2 separate regions of the Triticum aestivum genome follow, and region 1 is linked to region 2. A link is a contact called in public Hi-C data. All regions are on one chromosome and are shown on one strand. Each heading gives the region's core, a stretch centred on a gene start, on an enhancer-like site or on the middle of the called end of the contact. The rest is flanking DNA. Distances are from core to core; before and after follow the strand shown.

Region 1 (5,997 bases), core at 2,086-4,585, 170 kb after region 2:
CAAGGGGAGGGGGCAAACCAGCCCACTAAGGGGCTGTGTGCCCCCACACCCTTTCCCATGTTACTTGGGGAGGTGGGGCGCCTCCACCTGGCTTGGGAGGCAAGCCTCGACCTGCTTGGCTTGGGGGGCAAGTCTCCCTAGGACTTCCCTAGGGAGATCCAATCTGCCCTAGCCGCCGCCCCCTAGGGGAAACCCTAGGGCGCCTCCCCCCTCTCCCCTTCCCCCTATATATAGTGAGGGGGTGGGAGGGCAGCCGCACCCTTCCCCTGGCGCAGCCCTCCCCCTCTCCAACTCCTCCTCCTCTTCCGTAGTGCTTGGCGAAGCCCTGCCGGAGAACCACGAGCTCCTCCACCACCACGCCGTCGTGCTGCTGGAGTTCTCCCTCAACTTCTCCTCTCCCCTTGCTGGATCAAGAAGGAGGAGACGTCCCCGGGCTGTACGTGTGTTGAACGCGGAGGCGCCGTCCGTTCGGCGCTTGGTCGGATCTTCCGCGATTTGAATCACCGCGAGTACCACTCCATCAACCGCGTTCTTGTAACGCTTCCGCTTAGCGATCTTCAAGGGTATGAAGATGCACTCCCTCTCTCTCTTGTTGCTAGCATCTCCTAGACTGATCTTGGTGACACGTAGGAAAATTTTGAATTATTACTACGTTCCCCAACACATGGCACCCGGGCCCAAAGTGACAAGCATTAAGCATGCCAAAGTCATAGCAACATCAATCTCAGAACATAGTGGATACTAGGGATCAAGCCCTACAAAACTAACTCGATTACATGATGAATCTCATCCAACTCCTCACCGACCAGCGAGCTTACGAAAGAATTACTCACTCCCGGTGGGGAGCATCATGGAATTGGCGATGGAGAAGGGTTGGTGATGACGAAGAACGAATATCCCCTCTCCGGAGCCCCAAACAGACTCCAGATCTGGCCTCCCGATGAAGAACAGGAGGTGACGGCGGCTCCGTCTCGTGGAACAAGATAATTTTTTCTCCCTGATTTTTTTCTCCGAAAATAGGATTTTATAGCGTCGGTTTTAGGGTCTGCAGGGCCACCAGGTGGGGACAACCCACCTGTGCGCGCCTGGAGGGGGGCGCCCTGGTGGGTCGTGCCCACCCAGGTGCCCCCCCTCCGGTGGTTCTTGGCTCTAGAAATTCTCTTTATTGATATAAAAAATCCTCGCAAAGTTTCGTTCCATTCCGAGAACTTTTATTTCTGCACAAAAACAACATCACGGTAGTTCTGCTGAAAACAATATTAGTCCGGGGTTAGTTTCATGCAAATTAGAGTCCAAAACAAGAGGAAAACGTTAGGAAAAGTAGATACGTTGGAGACGTATCACCCCCCTCTAGTCGACCATATTGATCCTTTCACTAGGGACTACCCAGTCGACAACGATGATGTCGATGCCTTCGGGTGCCACTTACCTTCTTGAATGCATCATTGTGAAGCTTTGGTCGCCCGCTCCATGGTGTGCTCCTAGCGAAAGCCTCAGACCCTTCCCTGGATCGAGTAAGGACGATGTCTTTGATGTCATTTCCCCCTTGGGGTGTATCTTGGAGCCATTGATCCGATGTTGGTCGCTTGGTGTCTCGACTGGATCGTGCTTGGTCTGTTGGAGTGTTGGTGGTGACAGTGGAAGTGATTTGTGGCGGCGGTCATTACCTTTGATCATCTTGGTGCTGTCGGTTGGCCTCTCTCTTGGGGGCTCATGGCAGCGGTGAGGTCTCGGAGTTCGGTGCCCTTCGACAGGTTTTGTTGCCTCACATAGTGCTATGGTTCTCTATATTCACGATGGTGATGATGGTGTGGCCAAGATGAGGTACATGGTTGTCTCGGTGGAACATTGTCCTTCAACACGGTCTTCGGCTCTCTTAGTCACGACGTGGCTAGGAGGCAGGAAGCTCTTCGACGGTGTATGCGACTCTCTTAGTTCTTTAAGGTGCCGAGTGATTGCAGGGCAACCAATGACTTCTTATCCACGTCTTCTCGGTGTTGGATCTCCCTTTGACTAATCCAACAATGCTAGTTCCCTCTATTCTAAGTCTGCCTAGTGATGATGGGTGCTAAGTTTTTGGTGATGCTCGCTTGTGGTAGCTCGTTTATGGTTCTCTCATTGTATTTGCTTGTTCTTGTGTGTGTTGAACCATTGTGTTTGTATTGCCTTATTTTCTTTAAAAAATATATGTTTAAGCCGGCCTTTGCCCGCTGTAGCCGCTTCGAAAAAAGAAAGAAGGAAAGAAGGAAGCATAGTAGATGAAGACAACATAGTTTTAATATATATGATTTATATTAGATTAATGAAACATTGGATACAATCAGATATGGGTAATTGAACCCATAGACACAAAAATGACCCTAAACAAAGGAGACCCTATGACTACAACTATGTGCCTCAAAATTCTTGCTGAAGTTGTTGCTAGACTTTGTTGTTGTTGCACCACCGTAACTCGTGCCAATAATGGACAACACTAAGAAATTCAATTGGCGAAGTACCTGCAAAGACCTGTAGAGGAACCAATCTCGTTGAATCGCCGCAATAGTAGACTGCTGCGTACGAGGGAAATTGGCAATCATGCCAAACATATCGGCTGGGGGGGGCACCCGTTCTAGCAAGGCAACCACACTAGTATTGGCAGACCAGGTTGACGACCTTGCTCCCCAAAGGCTCGAAGAAAGAGGTTGTCGAAGAAGACGATGTTGCCGCCGCTGTCAATGCACATGGAATCACACCGACAAACAACACATATGCCAACCTGTCGTTCTTTTTGTGAAGAACAACAAGGACCAAAACTCCAGGGCTCCTCAGAGACGCTGCACCAAGGGTTACCAAGATATGATTGAAGGCGAATGACTTTTAATAGAGATGACATCACCATCACCATCGAAGCGTTGTCGCCTTGATTCAAAAACCTACTGTACAAAATGATGAGAGAAGAGGATCCCCTCCCCTCCGCCTCACGACGGCCGGAAAACGGAAAGGAGAGGGAATTGAAGTTTCGATGACTCATAATTCTTCATGGAAGAGAAAAAAAAGGTAAAACTTTCGGCACTCTTATTCACTGGCCTAATAAATTCGGACGGAAGGAAGTAGATAGAAACTACGGAGGGAGCGAAGCAAAGTTAGACAAAGACTTGTGACATTTTCTTGAGAAAAGGAGGTCGACCGAGGGCCCCCCGGCCGGAATGAATGACGCACACCACCGCAGACGCTAGTCGGAGACAGCTAATTGACAGTGGAGCTCCTCCGTTATCCACCCAGTATCCTCGTTGGCTTCCGCACACTCCAAAAAGGTACACCTCCACTATAAAAGCTTCGCCCTCCTCATTTCCGTTACTTTCCATTCCCCGCCTGCACAAAATCTTTTATTTAGTATTTTTTTTAATTACGGAGAAGCCCCTCGCCCCCCCCTCCGCCCTCGTCGCCTTCGTCCTCTTCCTCCTGCTGCTCCTCCTCCCCCTGCAGACTCCCAATTCCATTCGCACCCAAACCCTAAACCTAAATGGCCCTCGCCGCGAGCTCGCCGGAGGGGAATCTTCGTCGCCGGTGACCGCCGATCCGCCCGTCCCCGCCGCAGCCGGCGGCGCCCCGGGCCGCGGAGGGGCCGAATCTCCGAGGAGGAGGGACGAGATGGCGTCCCGGCAGCACAACCCGAAATCCAAGACGCTCGGCAACAAATACGTGAGGCCTCCCGCGCTCCCCGCCCGCCTCGGATCCGGCGGAATTGGTGCTTTGCGCCAGCGAATTGTTTGGGGAATGGCTCTCTCACTCACTGTGTCTGTGTTTGTGTATGTGTGTGCGTCGGCGGGTTGCAGATGCTGGGGGACGAGATAGGGAAGGGCGCGTACGGGCGCGTCTACAAGGGGCTTGACCTGGAGAATGGCGACTTCGTGGCCATCAAGCAGGTCTCGCTGGAGAACATCCCGCAGGAGGATCTCAATATTATCATGGTGAGATTTTTTTTTTGGGTGTTATATGACGTATATGAGTTCCGAGTGGCAAAATGCGTGTAATTGCATGAAATGCGGTTCTCAGGAGATGAGAAATGTACGTCATCGACCGAGAACAGCGCTAAGACGAGACTGGAAGCTAGAGTAATGCAGCTTGTTGTCGGTTTCGCTGCTTTGTTCGGTAGCGTGACATGGAACTAAATCCTAGGGCACCGCTAAGCTAGCTTATCGGAGTCCTTGGCGAGCTTCCTTTTTAACTTGTCGGGACTTGTAATAATTGGCACACATACTAGGGCAATATACTTGGACATCATGATTTAATTATGTGGTATGTTGTCGGGTGTGGTCGTCATGTGGAGCTCGTAAGCTCTCTTTTCGACACATAAATCTGGGGAAGAAACATGAGAGCTGACGTGATCAAGTGCCCTCAGCAGCTGCCGCGCTAGTATTTATGTGATTGGTGTGATTCCACAGAAAATGCATGCGACAAATACCCCCCCCCCCCTCCCGCGCGAACTCTGGATATGATATCAGTAAATTCCTTTAAATTGTTCATTGGAATAACATTTAATTTCTTAATTGTTACAAAGTATTCATGCTTGTACGCATCCTTGTACCATAGGAGCTCTTGAATCCTTACAATTTTTTTGTGTGTCTGGGTTTAGGGGCTGGAAAATCTAAATTGAAAAATAGTTAGTTGTATTGATATTTTTATTCTGGGCCAGTATGTGGCCCATCTGTTGAAGGCTATATAAGGGTTAGGGTCAAAAAGATGAATAGTTTATATAATTTATGTAGCAATATCCACTCTTAGTTATCCCTGAGATTAAATTTTAGAACATTAAGCTGTTAGTGTTACACTTTTGTGAAAGTGCAAATGTGGAATGAAACTAATGGTGCACTCTATCCTTTCCTTTTGTTACTTGGCGCACATATAGGTTTAGTGCATGGAGTTGATGTTGGTGCTTACATCTTGGAAGCCTCAGTCACTCAAATAATAGATTTTGTTTTGATAACACTGCATTATATACTATTTGGTAGTTTGGTACTCTTATAGTGAAACGAGTCTTTAAATGTTACTCCCTCTGCAAACTAATATAAGACCGTTTAGATCTAAACGGGTGACCTAAACGGTCTTATATTAGTTTGCAGAGGAGTAGTAATTAGCTTGTAATGCATGCCATTGTACACACTACACAGACCATCTCTTTGTTAAATTTATTTAACTGCACTCAATGCTGTCTAGAGGGTCATATACTACACTATTGCTGCAAGGTGGGGTGACTGCTAGTTAACTGCTTACTGCTATTTAGAACACCCGGTTCCCAAAAGTTATATGTTTCACATTCTTTATTCTTGTTTATTTAGAGAAAAATTCTTGATTATTGTTGTATCAACATGATGCCATATTTTGTATCAACTCATCAGATTTGTCTGTCCCTTTATTCAGATTTTCAACGTTTGAACGATTCTGTTGGAATATCGTCATTTTCTACATTGTGTTTTGTATCATTGTAATACGGGGTTCTAACTAATTATCTTTTGTGTACGGTTTAATAACTGTTCTCGTGGGTGGTGTGGCCGATTCAGCAAGAAATTGATCTACTGAAAGTAAGTCTGACAGCATTTTCTTTATGTACTTATCGCATCTGGATTCAGTAAAACAATTAAACCCATTCCTTATCTGTGTTGCATTTTCTCCAGATTTCCTATTTATGTAAGTTTTTTGTTATCATTTTGCATAATTATAGTCCTGTGTGGCAAATTTATAATTAAGAATCCTGAGGGGCATCCTCCCCTCAGTTGACTTCTTTAAAAAAAAAGTGTGCTTATTTTTGTACACTCAGTCGGTTATGAAGAACCTTCATTTTTAATATAGATACTATGCCTTTTCTAATCACTATTATCGTACCCATAATTAGAATGACCTTTACTTTTGAACATCTAATTCGCCCCTCCTATTCTGGATGCACATGATCATGTTGCTTTCGACTCATGGTTTTGCTAATTTATGCAGAATCTCAATCACAAAAATATTGTGAAG
Region 2 (5,294 bases), core at 562-3,061:
GAAGTTGTTACCCCAAAAATGTAGCACATATTTCTTAGGTTTGGTATATCTATGAAGGGATAAAACAAGAACTGCTCATACCATTACCCGCTTTTAGCTAATGCTTCACAAAAATTATTCTAAGGAGTGTAATTAAATGCTTCCTAGTTGGCTCTTCGGCTTTTATTTCTAGTAGCTGTTAATTCTTGTTATAAACTACTGTATTTACTTCTTGCTGCTTGTTGCAGATAGTATGCGACTTCGACTGGGAAATGGATGATATGGAGGTTTGTATGAAATTTGTTTTGTTTCTTATGCTATCCATGGAAATGTATCTTTTTTAATCATTGCACTGCCGTGCAGGATTTTATTGATGAGAAAGTCAAAGACGAGGTCTTGCCGGAGGATGAGAAGGAAAAATTCAAGGTGCACATCCAATATTTTTTGTCCTTGCTCTGCTGTAGTGAATAACTTAGTATAGTCAGCTGATTACCTTGAGAAGATTAATTTTCCTAATTTTGCTGGAATGTTTCATTAACAGGACTTCATAAAGGAGAGAGTTAGAGAAAGGAAGAGAGAGCTGAAGCAGGTTCGCAATCAAGCAAAATGTTAATTAATTTACCTTCACCAAAGAATCTAATTTATTCACTACTGAAATGTTTCTCCAAACCTGATGCAGGCTAAAGAAGCCAGAAAGAAAGCTATTGATGATATGGATCCAAAGTTGAAAGAGGCATTTGAAAATATCCGGTTTTACAAATTTTATCCTGTAAAAACCGATGACACTCCTGATGTGAGCCAAGTACAGGTATGCAGCAGCATTGCTCTGTATTCCTTAGAAAGGGCTATTTGTCGAACAAGCCTTGCATTTTAACTGTGTGTATGTTGTACTCTGCAGGCGAAGTACATTAATAGATACTACCGCCATGCGCATGAACTGATGTGATGTCCAACTTCACAATTTGCTGTGCGCAATATCAAGCTATCCATCCAAGCTACGGGTGGAAATTTTGGAAGACTGGAGATGTGCCTGCTTGGTAGGCATACTCAATTCGGGGCTTGTATTGGGCCAATGGATAACTTCGTTGCGTCTGAACGCTATTGTAGTACAGTTTCACCCATGCTCCTGAGTATCTCCTCCTTCGGCATTCTATTTCTCTTTGTACTGCGATATGTAACATTATGGGAGATAGTTGTAGCGGCCAGAAAGTAGATCCTGTAAGAGCAGAAGAATTGTTCTAGGAACAGTTTGTTCCCTTTCTCACCCAGTACAGCTCTGGCTTCCATTATTGTTTAGCTTACCCTGTGTATTTTGATCGGATCCCTATATATTTTGATGCTCAACCCTATGCGCGTTGTGTAAAATTTGTGCTGCTCAAATCTTGCGTTGCAAGTGGCGGTAGTTTTTTTTTCTTCTTCTTTGCTTTAACTTATTAACGGCGGTGAGCTATTCGGCTGTTGGCATTCTCAACGTGGCGATGATTTTGAGAATACCACCACTTGTTTTAGCGATGGTACCTGGCACAGTTTTGTTATTTTAAGTTTTTGTCGTGAAGTATATTTTGTTAGAATTTTGCGCAGTTCAATTGTGAGTTCAGACGGTGGCTGTAATATTCGCAGGTCGTAAATTTTCAGAAAATTTTGACGAAAGGGCACATCTTTGTTTGCACTTGGACAAAAAAAGTTACTACATCTTACCAAATTCCGGTAAATTAGGGGGAGACCAAAGACATGTTGATGCGTTGCATCAAAGCGAGGGAGCACTGACCGCAGGTAGGTGGGGTGGGTAGTGGGTACAGGAGCTCATGATCACAGATCACGCACGACAAGTTGATGCTACCATGAGCATCGGCGCGCTGTCTGTCTCACTGGAACCACATGCAGAGGAAAGCCCCCGCGGTCCGCGTGGCGTCCACTCTTCATCCACGTTTCGGCTTCCCGGGAATCTGCAGCCTTCCTTTTCCTCCCTCCGGGCCCGGATTCCTCCAACCGCGCAACTGGGGCGGCAGCGGCAGCGGCAGCGTCAGCAACACGAGCGAGCGAGCGGCAGCGGCGGCGACACGAGCGAGCGGCGTGCGTTCTCCGCCGCGGGCTGCAGCCGCCCTCCTCTCCTCCCGCCATCGCGGGAGCGCGTTCCGGCGCTAGCGCCCGCGCAGCTCTGCCCCCCGCCTCCGCCGGTAAGCACCCGCGCTCGCCTCCACCGCTCCTCTGGGAATCCTCCGCGGGCCTCCCTCCCGCACGCCAGCTGCTCGACGGAATGCGGCGCCGAGCAGAGACAAGCTTCGCTAGCTTCTCTCGCGCGTGATTTCGGCCTCGGGCCATGCTGCGGGCCTGCGGCGTGAAGCGGCAGAGCAAGCGACAAATTCGCCCATGTCTAGATGCATTCACCATCTGTCCCGTTCTGCCGATTTTTTTTTGTTTGGCTTTTCCGACTGCCTTTTCTCTCTCTCTCTCTCTATTGCGCGCGGATCCACTCGTCTGATCCCGTGCTGGCTGCAGATTCCGGGCGGAGATGGAGGTGGCGCTGCAGGCGGGTGATGCCGCGGACTGGGTCTACAAGGGAGAGGGCGCGGCGAATCTCATCCTCAGCTACACCGGCAACTCGCCTTCCATGGTATGCTCTGCTCTCCTCTCCTCTTGAGTAGGCTCTTTCTGCTCTGCTATTGGATAGTACTAGACTTCCATGTAGATGTATGCGCTGTAAGATTCTGGACTTGATTTCCGCTGCATGCACACGGATGCGTTTATCCCAATCGGGGAAGTCGATGGCCTGGAATCAGAGATGCTAAGTTGTCCCCAGTGATCTCTTTTGTAAATTAAGCACCATAGCACGCTAAGTTGTCCCCAGTGATCTCTTTGTAAATTAAGCACATAGCACTGTAGCAACCAATAAATTATGTGTGGGGCTGCCCTCTTAATTTAGGCATCTGGTTGCACTTTATTATTAAAACATTAGAGCAGGGATCAGGTGTTGTAGTTCTTTACCCATTTCTAACCAGGAAACAGCCATCCTATCTGTATTTGATTTCCCATTTTGCTTCCATAAGAACATTCTCCCTTGGTATGATACATTTATGGGAAATATACTCTGCTGATCTCCCTCTGGTTTGCTTGCAGTTTGGCAAGGTACTGCGGGCTAAAAAGGTCCTAAATGACAAGGCACAACCAGCACCAAACTGTGTAAACTTCTCAAGCTACGAGCAGCTCGTGTGGGGTGACATCCCAGAATTGATCGAGTCTGTCAAGCAAGGTTCTGTGGCACAAGCCTATGCAGTACATGTCATGAGCCAACATCTGGGGCACGATCATGTTGATGGCGGGGTACGGTTTTATATTCGACCCAATTATGTCTGTTGCAGTGATAAGTTTGTCATAAATACATCATTCTTTTTTTTAAATACTTCCAAATTCTGTGTTCTTCTAGAAACAGTGAGAAAATTGTCCTAATGTTAGCATCACTTTGGTTAATCTGGTCTAGAAGGACACCATGGTATCAGTGTGCAACCTATTGAGTTTGGATAAAGATATGCTGTCATTTTTGTTAAGATCTTTCAAAAGTCATTATTCTCTGGATCCGCTTCAATATATGTCTTTTTTTTTGTGGTACAGGTTCGTGTCTCTGTGTCTAAGGATTTTCTGGAGATTGTTGGAAAGAATGTGCTCAGCGCCCGTCCTGCTTGGCGAGTGAATGCAAGCGCAATTGATACCAACGCTGATTCTGCCCTTCTAATTTCTGACCACTCCTTATTTTCTGGTAAAGTTTTGGAATCTGAATCGTACTATTACAGTGCATCCGATCTCTTATGAGCATGACTCAAAGCTTTCCTAGATTAAGAAAGTGAAACTTTCCCTCTTAATGCACCAAACCTTGGATGGAACGTTTGTGAGTGTTACTTGGTTTTTTTATTTTCTATTTGTATTACATGGTTATTGAGCTTCTTTGCATGTATTTTTTTAAGTTCGCGATTCATAAGTCTTGCAAAAATAACTTGCAATCCATGGTGGTTTAGGATTTCTAGTGCTACTTGCCACAGCCAAATGGTAGGATCAAAATAGTTGCCCAACCTCCAAAGTAACAGTACTGTTTTATGCCGAAGCCGCACTTCCTTTGAAACTTGGGATGTTTTTGCATGGATACATATACTAGGGATTTCCCTAACTACATTTAATCTGAAAGATAGAAAATTATGTTTCTTGTATTTTACGGATATGTATTGTACTCCCTCCGTTTCTAAATATAAGCCCTTTTAGAGATTTCAATACGGACTACATACGGATGTATATAGACATATTTTAGAGTGTAGATTCATTCATTTTGCTCTGTATGTAGTATGTATTCGAATCTCTAAAAGGTCTTATATTTAGGAGCGGAGGGAGTAGATGTGATCTAGTTTCACTGCGAAAGCTTTGGTTTCTGTCCAGAAGGATAGTTGGTCCAGTAATGCTAACCTGTATCATATTCAGTAGTGGTTTCCATTGGGTTTGTGCTAGGCTATTAAGAACTCTATGGTAGGTCTCCCGCATTTAGATTTGTACTTTCTTACACTAAATTTTCTAATCACAGGAAAGCCTAGAGGTAGCAGCTGTATCGCAGTGGAGATAAAGGTACATTCGAAGCTTCATTTCTTTTTCTTATTATTTATTTTCAGTTGACATGCTTTTTACATGCTTCACCATCCAGGCCAAATGTGGGTTTCTTCCATCATCAGAATATATATCAAAGGAAAATGCTATTAAGAAACAAGTAACACGGTACAAGATGCATCAACACCTCAAATTTCATCAGGGGCAGGTATGCCAATCTTAACAGATTTCAGACTAATTATAGCTATGTTTGATAGATTATATAGAATCCTACACTACTCTTTTGTCCACTGAAAGACAAAGTAGCCTTTTGGCAAAAAACAAACCTGTCTTGATGATATTTGTTTTGAATCGAAATATCTACAAGCATTCTTGTTTATTTAAGCATTCAGGGTTGCCAGTTTGACATTCTTGCAGTACTGTGGTATCTCTATTGGTTCTTGAAATCAAGTTGATTCCCAACACATTTTTAACAAATTTCAGATATCGAAGACAAGTGAATATGACCCCCTTGATCTATTCTCTGGGTCAAAAGAAAGAATATGCACGGCCATCAAGTCATTTTTCTCGACTCCTCAGAACAACTTCAGGATTTTTGTGAATGGCTCCTTAGGTTTTGGTGGCATGGGAGGTGGTGCTGACAAGATCCTTGCTAATGAAACAGAGAAGTGTCTTGAAGATCTGAGGAAGGTTAGTGGGCTACAACTATCTGACTTTATTGAACTCCTGTC

Evidence for each region. Hi-C and Micro-C count contacts between places; a contact is called where the count stands out from the background.
Region 1: a Hi-C map of leaf shows a contact between it and region 2, with 6 times the contacts expected there. The contact joins the promoter of LOC123054828 here to the promoter of LOC123054827 in region 2. A contact is called at or near these places in 3 of 5 Hi-C or Micro-C datasets (all in leaf).

The regions. Positions count from the first base shown.
Region 1 is chr2D:596,621,831-596,627,827 of IWGSC CS RefSeq v2.1, forward strand. It overlaps LOC123054828 (MAP3K epsilon protein kinase 1), which reads left to right and starts at 3,336. Exons shown (of 25, transcript XM_044478681.1): 1 at 3,336-3,684; 2 at 3,819-3,953; 3 at 5,544-5,564; 4 at 5,971-5,997. The coding sequence starts at 3,634.
Region 2 is chr2D:596,451,418-596,456,711 of IWGSC CS RefSeq v2.1, forward strand. It overlaps LOC123054827 (inositol-pentakisphosphate 2-kinase IPK1), which reads left to right and starts at 1,812. Exons shown (of 9, transcript XM_044478679.1): 1 at 1,812-2,156; 2 at 2,479-2,593; 3 at 3,097-3,300; 4 at 3,589-3,733; 5 at 4,544-4,584; 6 at 4,661-4,771; 7 at 5,047-5,294. The coding sequence starts at 2,492. LOC123054826 (protein HEAT INTOLERANT 4) reads left to right here. Exons shown (of 14, transcript XM_044478678.1): 10 at 228-266; 11 at 343-405; 12 at 521-568; 13 at 659-787; 14 at 878-1,323. The coding sequence ends at 925.